Linked DNA regions of Zea mays: regions 1 and 3 are each linked to region 2. A link is a contact called in public Hi-C data. All regions are on one chromosome and are shown on one strand. Each heading gives the region's core, a stretch centred on a gene start, on an enhancer-like site or on the middle of the called end of the contact. The rest is flanking DNA. Distances are from core to core; before and after follow the strand shown.

Evidence for each region. Hi-C and Micro-C count contacts between places; a contact is called where the count stands out from the background.
Region 1: a Hi-C map of leaf shows a contact between it and region 2, with 8 times the contacts expected there. The contact joins the enhancer-like site here to the promoter of LOC542725 in region 2. A contact is called at or near these places in 4 of 25 Hi-C or Micro-C datasets (bundle sheath, endosperm, leaf and 1 more).
Region 3: a contact with region 2 is called in a Hi-C map of leaf, with 4 times the contacts expected there. The contact joins the promoter of LOC103640820 here to the promoter of LOC542725 in region 2. A contact is called at or near these places in 4 of 25 Hi-C or Micro-C datasets (bundle sheath, ear, leaf and 1 more).

The regions. Positions count from the first base shown.
Region 1 is chr1:182,854,025-182,858,457 of Zm-B73-REFERENCE-NAM-5.0, reverse strand. No RefSeq gene overlaps it. Among protein-coding and RNA genes, the nearest start is that of LOC118476084, 3.7 kb to the right of the region's middle. Within about 2 kb of position 1,582, at least 15 of the 20 cell types and tissues checked have an H3K27ac peak or open chromatin away from gene starts, as enhancers often do. A contact at or near this core is called in bundle sheath, leaf and tassel, where this site is marked.
Region 2 is chr1:182,555,103-182,559,684 of Zm-B73-REFERENCE-NAM-5.0, reverse strand. LOC542725 reads left to right here and starts at 2,299. Exons shown (of 2, transcript NM_001112237.2): 1 at 2,299-2,497; 2 at 2,598-3,230. The coding sequence starts at 2,384. The coding sequence ends at 2,951. It overlaps LOC103640730, which reads left to right and starts at 3,947. Exons shown (of 2, transcript XM_008664224.4): 1 at 3,947-4,268; 2 at 4,346-4,582. The coding sequence starts at 4,027.
Region 3 is chr1:183,022,620-183,027,400 of Zm-B73-REFERENCE-NAM-5.0, reverse strand. LOC103640820 reads right to left here and starts at 1,520. Exons shown (of 2, transcript XM_008664291.4): 1 at 938-1,520. The coding sequence starts at 1,371.

The sequences.
Region 1 (4,433 bases), core at 333-2,832, 300 kb before region 2:
TACCTCTATAGCGACCGACCATAAGTCGTTAAATTTCTAGACTTTTAGCGACCCATAGACCGTCGTTATAAGCGCATTTAGCGACCAACCGTCAGTCCATAACTTTTAGCGACCAACCGTCAGTCCCTAATAAGGGTCGCTAAAGATCAACCGTCGTGTAGTGTATGTGCCTACATGGGGTACCTAAGAAGATAGTTTTAGATCGTGGATCTCAGTTTACTTCCCGATTTTGGAAGAACCTTCATGAGAGTATGGACACGAAGCTAAACTTTAGTTCAGCCTACCATCCCTAAACTGATGGGCAGACCAAGAGAACAAATCAAGTGCTAGAAGATATGTTAAGAGCTTGTGATCTTAAGCACGATGGCAGTTGAGACAAGAGTTTACCCTATGCGGAGTTCTCCTATAATAATAGTTATCAGGCCAGTTTGAAGATGTCCCCGTTGGAGGCCTTATATGGAAGGAAGTGTAGAATCCTGCTGTATTAGGATCAAACTGGTGAAAGGCAGTTCTTTGGGCCAATAATAAGCCAAGAAGCAGAGGAACAAATTCGAATAATAAGGGAGAACTTGAGAACTGCGCAGTCCAGACAGAAAAGCTGTAGAGATCACGTGTATCTCAAGGTGTCACCAATTCGGTGTATGAGGAAATTTAAAGTTAAAGGTAAGTTGTCCCCTCGCTTTATTGGACCCTTCAAAATCCTAAAGCGAGTGGGGGCAGTTGCATATCAACTGGAGCTACCCAACCATCTAGCGGATATACATGATGTCTTACATGTATCTCAGTTGAAGAAGTGTCTTAGGGTGCCAGAAGAGCAACTAACTATGGATGAACTTAGTGTTCAAGGTGATCTGACTTATACAGAATATCCTATCAAGATCATTGATACCTTGACTCGTGTTACAAGGAATAAAGTGATTAAGATGTGCAAAGTACAATGGAGTCATCACACAGAAGATGAAGCCACCTACGAGCAAGAAGTTGAGGTACGAGTAGAATTTCCCCACCCCTTTCCTAGTTCATCGTAATCTCAAGGCCGAGATTATTTTTTAGGGGGTAGGATTTGTAAACCCTTAAAATATGGTTTAAATTGTTAGCTAGTTCTTGGTGTAATAAAATTAGAGTTATTGTAAGTCTATGTTTTATTGGCAAGACATGTTCCCTATAAAAATGAAATAGAAGTTGAAATTATGCATCATGCCTTAGATTTTGACTGTTCATTTAATTTGTATTAGAAATAATTTTTAAAATATAATTGAACTCAAGTAATTTGTGATGAAAGACTATATGTTACTTTGTTTCCAAATCAAATAAGTAGTGAACGATAATATAATAAACTATATGGTTAAACTACATCCCAAAAATAATAATTTGCACCTATGGAGTTTTTGAATTAGAACCTTGTTTGGATTTGAAAAAAAATTGGGCTTGTGAAATGAAAAAATAGAGAGAAAAGAGAAAAAAAAATAAAAATGAAACAGAACCCAACCTGAATCTCCTTGCTGCTCGTTCAGCCCAACACCGGCCTAATCCGGATCCGCATTGCACGGCTCCCGCACCACGCCGCGCTCAACCACACACACTGCACCGTGGGGACCGCTTGTCAGCACCTTCGCCTTCGCTGAGGCCCCGACACAACAAACTCACAACTCCACTTGGCCGTTGCAACAAGCCTGGAGTCTGCCAGCTAATATCTCCCTCCCCAGCAGAACCTGGACTCCCTGAATAAATACCAGATCGCACACTCTCGGTTGATCTCTCTGCATCATGCGCCCATAACCAGTACTGAGAGCCATAGCCGCTGGGAATAGACCCACGGAGAGAGAACGCATTGGAAATGGCCGCTGCCGCTGCCCTTGAATCTTGGCGTCAAGCTGGGGGTTCGGCAGGGTCGCGCGCTGGACGCTTGGGGGCTTCCCTTGCGTGTTTGGTGACTGGAGAACAGGACTTCATCGTCGTACGTAGAAGACCGGACCAGGCTACCGCGGAGCGTGAACTGCTCGTCCCTGCACCGGGCAACCGTAAACTACCCCTATGTTCTTCCTCGCCATTGGTCCCTTTAGCGTTTGTGCCTGCGTGCGGCAGGTTTTTATCCATTGATGCACCACCCTAGCATTACTCTGGCGAGCCGCGCCATTTGCGGGTTAGTCGTCGTCTGGGGCCAGTGTTCGTGCGGGGAAGATGAACTGCTGTCCTTCGGATCCAGCGTCGATGGCCCGGATTAGAAGAGGGTTATCGGTTCGGGAGTAAGGAATCAGGAGCGTTGATGATAGATCGGGTGAACCACGTCCATTTGGTCAACATAAAATCTGAGTCGTGCATATCCTATCCTAGGGTTCCTATTGAATATCGATTCATAGTAACGATAATTTAATCCTGACCGTAGATCCAAGATCCATGGCCCTGATTGCATGATACCCTTTCGGCCAAGCGATTTTTCATAAGAGCCCTGGTGTTTTTACTAATCAACCCGTAGTACACCTGTACACAAAGATCATTACCCCCAGGTCCCGGAATTTGCAAACTGAACCCTAAACGCCCTGGTTTTTGCGTCCGCTGTCCATGGATTATTTGACCTGGGTAAATAAGATTGGAAAATGAATGTTTAATATAAAAGTGAATCTAAAAACTTGTAAAATTCATATTTTACTTATTTTAACTCCTTTTTAACCCGTTCCAATTACGTTATCTTCGTAATAAAATTATCTACGCATTAATAGTACTAATTGTGACATCTCCCATACTTCTATAATTAGATATCTATGTAGCTTGTGTTTATGTAAATAACTTTTAGCAAGAATTAAATTGCTCATAATTACTGTTTGACCAAAACAAGAGCTAGGATCAAGTTATGACCTGGAATATATCAGTTACTACTGTTTAATATATTTTTCACATGAATTATAGTCACTTACACTTTGGAAAACCATATCTTGTTTACTTTAACTCCGAATTTAGTAGTTCCCGAACCTACGATCTCGTAGCAACGCATAGATCATTATTATGCAGTTTGTGCTCATGTTTGTTGTGATGTTAATTTCTCCTATACCATGTTTGTTTGTATTGTTACGAGTAGACGAGCAAGTGACCAAGGAACCTGGTACCCAGCAGATGGAAAATACTGAGCAGGAGCTCGTTGAAGGAAAGTTGTGCCCTTGATCACTCTTTTTTAACCAATAATGTTCTTGTTAATCACTATACTATGCTCAGGTTAATTTGATGGTACCCAATAGGTCACCCTAGTTTGAGTTACTTTATACCTTGCTTGCCACTGAACTTTTGAGTAGTATCTGCTATTGCTCTATGTGGTTTTGGATGTTAAGATACAAATGATTCATGATCATGCTTAACTATTATTATTGGATTATTTAAATGTTCATGATAAGATTATGGTGTTAACTGGAACATGGAGCTTAACTTGAGATAATAGTGCTATCACAATGGTAGAATGGGACACCCTTGGCTGATTAATTAGGAAAGCTAGTGTGAGTTAATCCTTTCCCGAAAGGGGCAAGCGGAGTGGAGGATGCGGGTGTAGGGAGGTCCTCGGGTCGGACTATCTTTTTAGCTTTTGGACCGAGGGATTCCTGTACAACTTTCGGCCCAGAAACCATAGGAGGTTCTCTCCTCTAGTGGAACTTTGTAAAGGCATTGTAGTGTACCCTGCCTACTCACCTTGGCAATGTTTAAGGGTTTGATCAATCCGAGGCGACAAAGGGAACATGTATTATGGGTAAAGATGTGCAACCTCTGCAGATTGTAAAACTGGTATATCAGTCGTGCTTGTGGTCAAGAGCGATTGAGGACTCTTGCATGATTAACTTATGGAATTAAACTTAATTTGTCATATGCATCGTATTGTGGTTTTATTATTAATTTTATCTATTATTTTGTTGGGATGGTATTTACTTATATTTAGTAACTACTAATAAAATTTGACCAACTTATTAAAAGCAATGCTTTGCCTTAACCATTATTTGTTGATCAGCTTGACACTATATATGAGCCCCACCGTAAGTGAGCCCATGCACATTATTCTCCACACTTGCTGAGCGATGAACATCTGTGAGCTCACTCCTGCAATAAAACTCCCCCCATAGGTGAAGAGCAGGTGGCCCTAGAGGAAGACTACTACGAGGAGTTCGACGAGGTCTAGGTGTCGTCTCCCAGTCAACTTGTTGGCGCCAAGGGACAATAATGACATTAGTTCGTTCTATATATTATAATTTATTTTGTAAAACATTTCGTTATGTAATAAAGATTGTGACATTCGTCTCTATTCACTAAGTCATTATATGTGTTGATCTCGTTTGGCGCACATATGAGACGCACCTGGGTTTGCCCCTTTAATCCGGGTGTGACAGAAATCACTAGTCCAATTCACATCGCATCACATTAGACATGAAGTTGTAAGGAGCTAGAGAGAGTAAACA
Region 2 (4,582 bases), core at 1,050-3,549:
GTCCCTATAGCTTGCTCGGTGCCAACGTTGTGGTACCTGGCGGGTCCCGCGAAGTGGGCTTACAGCGAGGTTGAGGGTTGTGTTCGGTACTGCTTCATCTTTCGTCATACCCCACACGCCACTATCAAGCATGCGTAGGTATACGCCTAGTATAGGGTATTGTCTCGTCCTTTCCAGTGTATGGGCCACTGTAGAGACTCCGGTGATGAGGTCTCCACGACTGGAATTGACTGACCCCACGAGTCAGTGAGGGTATGTCCGTCGACGCACGCGGGGGTGTTCCATCGTGTCTGCCAAAAACCTTTTGCTACTGTATGTACGGTCCAAACGTGGTTTGGTGATGTTGCGTCTTTTCACGACCGTCGTGGGCCGACAGCGTCGTCCTAGGTTCCTTTCTTGCGGATCCGTTCGGCAAGGACTTGGTCATTCGTCCTGTCTCGTAGACTTGCTCGGCAGGGACTTGGTCGGTCACCCCGTCTCGCAGACTTGCTCGTCCGGGACTTGGTCGTTCGCCCCTCCTCGCATACTTGCTCGACGGGGACTTGGTTGCTGGTCCCGTCTCGCAAACTTGCTCGATGAGGACTTGGACATTTGCTCCGCCGAGTAGACTTGCTCGGCGGGGACTTGGTCGTTCGCCCCGCATCATAGACTTGCTCGACACAGACTCAGTTGGTAAATGGGCCAGAGAGGGGTTTGTGGGGGTATCCCGTTCTTGGGTACTTGACACAATTATTTGTAGTTTTTACCTGTTAAAACTTCAAATATGATGTTCATATTCATATCTTTATTGGTATCACTCTTCGTGTATACATTTATTTATCCTATGTACATGCAATGTAAATGATACATAGTGCATATTGACCTTATTTTTAACATGTACTTCTTTCAAAGCAAACCACCCGCGAAGTGTCACAATGCATACATCCTTCGGTGTCGAGGGACCTCATCATGAGGCCCCTGCCCCCCTAAGTCTAGCTTCCAATGTCATTTAAGGAAGAAGATGAGTTTCGAGGCCTTTAGGGCCTCTGAGGTTCTACCGAACAATCTAGGTTATCTTTGTCTCTTAGATCCCCTGCATCAGACCCCTCTTGGACCTCGACCTTGGAGCCCTTCAAGGTTCTGAAGCCCTCTTGAGATCTATGGCTCTTAATGTGGGAACCCAAGCTTCTCTCTTGACTAAGTACAAGAATGCTCCACATTGAGGCATACAACTAGTTGTAACCCCCGGGCAAGAAGTACCATGGGAGTATGGTCCCATAGCCACAACTGTCTCTACTTAAGACGACCATGTGATACTAATGTTCCGAATAAAGCTTTTGCACATCACATTAATGTGATGGATGATATTGTGGTCAAGCAGGCATATGGTAGCCACCACAAAGGATATGAAGCATACCCAAATCCACTATGAGGAGTGTGTCGCGTACCTATGCCACACCTAAATGTGCTAATTTACCTGTAAGCATTATAAAATATAAGCAATTACACCGTATCTGATGGCATGGACTCGAGTACATAACTATGATATGATATATTTCTCACTGCCGCAAGATATGCATATTACAATGACATGTTCAAGCGCCATTGTGGTCCGCGTAGAGTCCTCGTCTCTAACAAGATGAAGTAATCGAGCATGTTCACTACGAACCAACATGTGATCCTCCTCTTCTTCGAGCTATAAAATATTCATCCAGCTTAAATTTCAAAATATGTGTGTCAGAGTTAAAAAAATATTCGATTCAAATCTAAATATCAGTTCTGTATTCATATCCTAGAATATTCGAATCTATATTTGAATTCAGATTACAAGGTAGTGAATTGTGACATGTATTCGTTCCTATCCGATCCGTCGTTTTTGAGCACTAGGTGCGGTCACTGTGACGCGTGGACTTGGCTTCGCCCACTGCCATCGTGGACCCACGTCATCAGCAAGTGTCCATATCCACCACCCGACCCGACGACCGCTTGCCGTCCGATCCGTGTGCTCCCGAGGGCAAGGATGGCATTTCGCCACGCGAGATATTTTTCGGTGGCCTGCACAGGCCGGCAGTGCAGCGGCCAAAACGAGGTCAGGTCAGTCACGCTGGGCCCCGCCTCACGCTCCCGTCCTGCTCCGGGTCCCAACAAAGCCGTCCCCGGGAGGTGCTCGTGTGCTCGTAGCGCGGTGGCGACCCCGATGCCCCGCATATTCCACTGGGCGTCCGCGCCGTCGGATGGGATCAGGACGGCCGCGGCGGCCCCGCGCTCGGCTATAAAGACGCTGCGGGGGACGCATTCCCTCTCCGTGCTTTCTTAGAGGTGGGTTGGCTTCTCCTCCCCCTCCGGTTCGGGTTCGGGTTCGTGAGGTTCTCCGGGGTTCGGGTTCGTGGGTGAGCGGATCGAGATGGCGGCGTCGGATGTTGAGTACCGCTGCTTCGTCGGCGGCCTCGCCTGGGCCACGGACGACCACTCCCTCCACAACGCCTTCAGCACCTACGGCGAGGTCCTCGAGTCCAAGGTCCGTTCCCGTCCCAGATCCGTCCATGGCTTCGTCCAGATCTGACCTGTCCTGACACACCCTCACCCGGATCTGTCCCTCCTTCCCCTCTCCCCTGCAGATCATCCTCGATCGGGAGACGCAGAGGTCCCGCGGCTTCGGCTTCGTCACCTTCTCCACGGAGGAGGCGATGCGGAACGCCATCGAGGGCATGAACGGCAAGGAGCTGGACGGCCGCAACATCACCGTCAACGAGGCCCAGTCCCGCGGCGGCCGTGGAGGCGGCGGCGGTGGGTACGGTGGTGGCCGTGGAGGCGGCGGCTACGGCGGTGGCGGGCGCCGTGATGGCGGTGGCGGCTACGGCGGTGGCGGCGGCTACGGTGGCGGCGGCGGCTACGGTGGTGGTGGCGGCGGCTACGGCGGTGGCAACCGTGGCGGCGGCTACGGCAACTCCGACGGGAACTGGAGGAACTGAGCGGTGGGGCCCGCGCGGCCAAGTTATCCTGTTCGCTACCGTGATGTTTACCCTAGTCCAGAGGGTTTATCTTCGTTCGTGTCGTGTTTGTTGTTGCCCATCTGTGTTTTTGATTGCAAGGTCGCTCTGTGTCAGTTGTTAGTGCTGTGTTCATCCTCGGTTTCAGCAGACCCATGCATCAAACAGCATGGACTGCGGATCGATGGATGCTGTTACCCCCGTCAGGCTTTATTCTAAGTTAATCTTAAGGAAAAAATGGTGCTTCTTGGTGCTGCAAAATGGTTGTGCTCATCTGAAAAGCTACTTACTCTCGCTTTGAGTGCGAATCAAGGCAAAGGTTGCCAGTTTTTCAAACAATGAATGATTCTTTGCTTTGGAATGAAAAAAGTAGCCGCCAATCAACATGAATCTATGGGGGAAAGGCGATCTGACGTAATAATTACAACATCCCAATCAGTGAGCAACTGAACATAACATTTGATCCTGACAAAGGACTCTGCCCCCGGTCAGCTGGATCCAGGATCTGGCGTAGAATTCACTACAGAAGACTGTCTTCAGCGGTTCCCCTAAATTTGTCCCCCTATATCCCACTCACGTGCCACGTCAGCAATCTCTCTCCCCCTATATTTCCACGGTCTACAGCGGTTCCCCCTATAACAATCCTCTATACCCCACCAGACCAATATTATATACTTTCCTCATCAACTAACTCAACTACCATCAAATATTAAATTTATGTTTATTTATTATTTGTATAGTACACGGGCGAATTTTGGTCCACATGTAATTAGCAAACTTCATAATTACTATTACTACATTAGTACAAATACGGTACAAATTGATGTATTTTTACAAATTCAAAATTCTCATTCTTCTAGTACACGACACGAGTGGCTTGCACGACACGACTGGCTTGTACTAGAAGCCACGATCGCCTGGCTTCCTTCACACACCAAAGGCACCTATAAATATGGTACCCTGGGGAAATGCTCCACTCATCTAAACACTCACTCTCTTCTATATCATCCGCCATACCATAAGAAGACCGTACTACGCACTCGTAGTTTAGGTCGTCATGGAGTCATTGAAAAGCCTTGTGTTGTCCTCGTCATCCGACGATTCCGACGATGAGATTGATACCTTGTTGCTTGCCCAACATGTTGACCACCTTGTACAAGGAGACACGAGCACACGCCGTAGCCGCTCCTCATTGCCTCGCCGAGTTATCCATAGGGACCACACTGCTGGAGAAAATCTCATCAAACATCACTACTTCGGACCTAATCCTGTGTATCCATCACATGTTTTTCGTCGAAGGTACATTTCCTAAGTTATGATTTTACTTTCATTTGTAGGTTTCTTTTGTTAATTTTATGCTTTATTTTCGTTTATAGGTTTCGGATGCATCGTCCTTTGTTCCTACGTATCCTTCGTGCCGTTCAGCGAGAAGACGAATACTTTACTATTCGTTGTGATGCAACAGGTTTAGCAGGGCTTGGTCCATTGCAAAAAGTATGTGCTGCATTGCGTATCCTTGCGTACGGGTTACCAACCGATGCGGTAGATGAGTACATACAGATTGGACAGACTACCGCTAGGGACTGCCTTATCCGTTTTTGTCGCGCAATCAT
Region 3 (4,781 bases), core at 271-2,770, 470 kb before region 2:
GTCACTTGCTCGTCTACTCGCAATAATACAAGCAAACATGGTACATGAGAAATTAACATCACACCAAACATGAGAACGTACTGCATAATGATATTCTATGCATCGTAACGAGATCGTAGGTTTGAGAATCACTAAATTTAGAGTTACGGTTATCGAGTTACGATTTTCCGAAGTTATTAAGTGTTTGGTATTGAATAAGTTAAGTGGATAATTTTAATCTATGTTTCAGGGCTAAACAGAGTTACCTAGTGATAAACAATATTAAAACAAAATTAATGCAACCAGAATGGATTAAAAAGGAGTAAAAAATAATTAATTATGAATTTAATAAGATTCTGAAATTATTTTTATGTTAAAATCATTATCCCTAATGTAGTTTATAGGGTTTAATACCCTATGGACTGTGGCCACCATTATCCGAGAACACGGGGTTAAATTTACAAATTTCAGGGCTTGGTTTATACTTTCCTTCACTACTGCAGGATGGCGGGTTGATATTAAGAAAGAACAGGGGCTCAATTGTAAATAGGGTTATCCGACGCGGTATAAATAGATGTCGGTCGACTGATCCATCGCAGACGGCCTAGATTAAATCGAATCCCTCCCCGAAACGGTATGCAGTGCCATCCCTCGGATTACCCCAACGGTCAGGATTTAAAGTGACCGAGGCGCACATTTATGCGTCCGATCTTCGTCAAACGGTTTAGGCCAAACCGCCCCCAATCGATATCATATCGCTAATCCTGGCCATTTCATCTAAATCGAGTGACCCAGACATCTCCCTCTCCCCCGACGGTGGCGGACAACGGCACCAGACTCTCCCCAGCAGCGGCCATCGCCGGCAAGAGCCACCAACAACCCAGGTACCCCACAACTATGCTTCAGACGATGCTACACACAATATAGATGAACGCGAGCACGGGGGAGGAGTCCATACCGTGAATCACATGGTGTTGTGCCCTGCCCATAGAGATGCGTGGATCCGCGGTGGTGAGGTGTCTCCAGGGAGCAATTGAGCTGGCACCAGTGACGCCCCGAGCCCAACGCCGCCACCACAAGGTCCCACGAACCATGGTTAAGCTCCCCCGCCTTGTGCAATTGCCCGAACGCCGACACAACCCGAGCACTGCAGCAGTGAGCGGATTCTCTTCTCCCTGCGGTCCTTGGTGACAGAGCTCTAGGTTCAAGGTGGTGCACCGACGACTTCTGTGGTCGGGTAGATGGGTGGGGCCTCCCAAGGGGGTCAACAATTATAGCTAACCCAGCGCAACCATCCGCGGTCATGGGGCCGAAGTTCCCAGGTGGCGCCCGCTGTTCTGTTACGCCGGCGCGGAGAGAGGGACGAGGATGGCGTTTACCAGTGGGCCCCATGCGGAAGTGGCAGAGCGCAGGCGCTTCAACCGGGAGGAGCACTGGGGATTGGGGCCCGCCCGTAAGTGTGTCAATGCGCACGCGGCATGTAAAAGACGAGGTGGGCCACAGGGGGAGAAAAAGGATAGAGTGGGTCGAGGCTATGGTTTTGAGCCCAGGCGCGGATTTTTTCTTTTTCTTTTCTTTTTCGTTTTCTTTCCTGTTTTCTTTTCTTTTTATTTTTAAATCTCAAATTTGAATCCAACTTTGTTGTGAATTTTGTACATGGATTGAATGTACAATTTAAAAATACTAGTATGGCAAGGATATATTTATTTATATATTTATTTTCTTTCTCCTTCTCTTTTCTTTGCTATTTCATCTTCAAATTCTAGATTTAAAATTAGGTGTTAATCCAAATTTCAACATTATTATATTTTTATTACTACTATTATTATTATTAAATGCACAAACAAATAAACTCCAACATGATGCATGTATTATTTATGTTTTATTAGAGAATTATTCACTTTAAATATGTTCCTTAATATTTCTCATTAATAGAAGGTAACACACATAAAGATGTATCCCTCTCTTTTATATTCCACAAGTTTGGTATTACAAATCCTACCCCCTTAAAAAGAATCTCAGCCTTGAGATTAAGATGAACTAGGAAAGAGGTGGGGAAATCTACTCGTAGCTCTTTTTCTCTCTCCCAAGTAGCTTCATCTTCTCCATGATGACTCCATTGCACTTTGCACATTTTGATCACCTTACTCCTTGTAACACGAGTCAAAGTATCAATAATCTTGATAGAATACTCAGTGTAAGTCAGATCATCTTGAACACTCAATTCCTCCATAGGCAGTTGCTCTTCGGGTAACCTGAGGCACTTCTTCAACTGGGATACATGGAAGACATCATGTAGATCTGCCAGATGGTTGAGTAGTTCCAGCTGATAGGCAACTTCTCCCACTCGCTTTAGGATCATGAAGGGTCCAATAAAGCGAGGGGGACAACTTCCCTTTAACTTTAAATCTCCTCATACCTCGGATCGGTGACACCTTCAGATACACGTGATCACCCTCCTTGAACTCTAATTGCCTTCTCCGGTTATCTGCATAGCTTTTCTGCCTAGAGTGCGCAGTTCTCAAGTTTTCCCATATCAACAGTACTTGTTCTTCTGCCTCTTGTATAATTTCTGGCCCAAAGAACTGCCTTTCACTAGTTTGATCCCAATATAGTGGAGTCCTGCATTTTCTACCATATAAAGCCTCGAACGGGGATATCTTCAGACTGGCCTGGTAACTATTATTGTAAGAGAACTCCGCATATGGTAAACTCTTATCCCAACTGCCACCATTTTTAAGAGCACAAGCTCTCAACATATCTTCTAGTACTTGGTTGGTTCTCTCGGTCTGCCCATATGTTTGAGGATGGTAGGCCGAGCTGAAATTCAACTACGTGTCCAAGCACTCGTGCAACTTCTGACAAAATCGAGAAGTGAACTGGGATCCCTGGTCTGACACGATCTTCTTAGGCACTCTATGTAGACAAACTATTTGGGCCATATACAACTCTGCTAGCTTGGCCCCGTGTACTTAGTCCTCACAGGGATGAAGTGAGCCACTTTTGTTAGTCTGTCCACAATCACCCAAATAGAGTCATACCCAGCAGAAGTGCGGGGTAGACCAACAATGAAATCCATACCAATTTCTTCCCACTTCCACTTGGGTACTTTCAGCGGGTGAAGTAATCCAGCTAGTCTCCGATGTTTAGCTTTTACCCTTTGGCAAACATCACACACTTCCACATGTGAAGCAACATCCCTTTTCAGACCATACCACCAATACTTTTGTTTCAGATCTTGATACATCTTGGTATTGCCAGGAAGAATGGAGTAGGTCGAGTCATGTGCTTCCTTCAATATGGTTTCACGAAGACTATCAATCTCAGGGACACAAATCCTATTCTTGAACAAGATTGTGCCCTGCTCATTTTTCGTGAAATCTGGACCTCTACCTTCTGCCACCAGACCTTTGATCTCTTGAATTTTAACACCACCGATCTGACCCTTACGTATTTCTTGTTCTAAGGTAGGTTCCACCTCTATGGTAACTCCTTCTGTGTGAGCAACTATTACCATGTTGAGCTTTGCAAAATCTTCTGCCAACTCATCAGGTAGCTGGGTAACAATAGCTGCATGAACATGCTCCTTCCGACTCAAGGCATCTGCAACCAGATTTGCCTTGCCCAGATGATAATGAATCTCCAAGTCATAATCTTTGATGAGCTCCAACCAATGGCGTTGCCTAAGGTTGAGATCCTTCTGAGTGAAGATATACTTTAAGCTCTTGTGATCAGTATAGACTTGGCACTTAGTCCCCATTATTTAATGCCTCCAAATCTTGAGAGCATGCACTACGGCTGCCAGTTCTAAGTCATGAGTGGGGTAGTTCATGTAACACCTCAGGTGTTACTTAGGGTTTTCACTTAAGACTACACAAGCCAAGCCCATCATCACATGTGGTTGAAATAGAACAAAGCACCTCAAACTTGGAACTCAAGGTCCTAAGCATGTGCAACCCATCTTAGATACCATACCCTAACTTATCTTGCACACATAATGGGGAGTTTTGCCCAAACCCTAATTCAAACCCCTTTGGACAAGAGAAGCACTATAAGTAAGTGTGACCAAAAGGTTATGAAAACCCCATGATCTTGACTTGGGCCATTTATAAAAGTTGTAGTACCCTTAATACCCTACAATTAATAGTAAGAAAGTGACCCCAAAAAGAATTCAGAAAAGCCCCAAAAGGTTCACCAAAGGGTTAAACACAAAAGAAAAATCAGGATTTTTGTAAGTCCAAAACCAACCCTTGGCCAAAGATCACACATGTTCACCCTCATTCAAACTTCAAAACAATTCGACCCAATTGACAAAGTGGCGCCAAATTACCTCTAAAATGCCCTGGAGAATGTTGACCCCTACCCTAAGTAGTTTGACACGACTTGGCATAGCTTTTGTCCCGGTTTGGACAGCTATGACATAGGCAACTTCTCACCCCTCTATCTCCCTACCCCGACCGTATCTTGGCTTGGAACTCACAGCAAAAAGGTAGGATATGGAGCAGGGAAGAGACCGTACACAGTGGTTTTGCCAAGATACGCACGCTAAGGTGCTCAAATCCGTCGTTGAACCGTGGCAGAAGCAAGCTCCCACGTGTTCGACGCGGGCTGGCACTCGGGGGCGCGCTCAGAGCACGCCCGTGCGCGAACCCCCGCGCCCGCGGCCACCCGTGACCACGCCCGTGCCACGGCTATAAAGCCCGTCCCAGAGCCCGGCTGTCTTCCCCGTTGCCTCCTCCGTACCACGCCTAACTCCCCCGAGCTCGCCCATAGCTCCGGCGACCTCCCCGCGACCCGCCAGA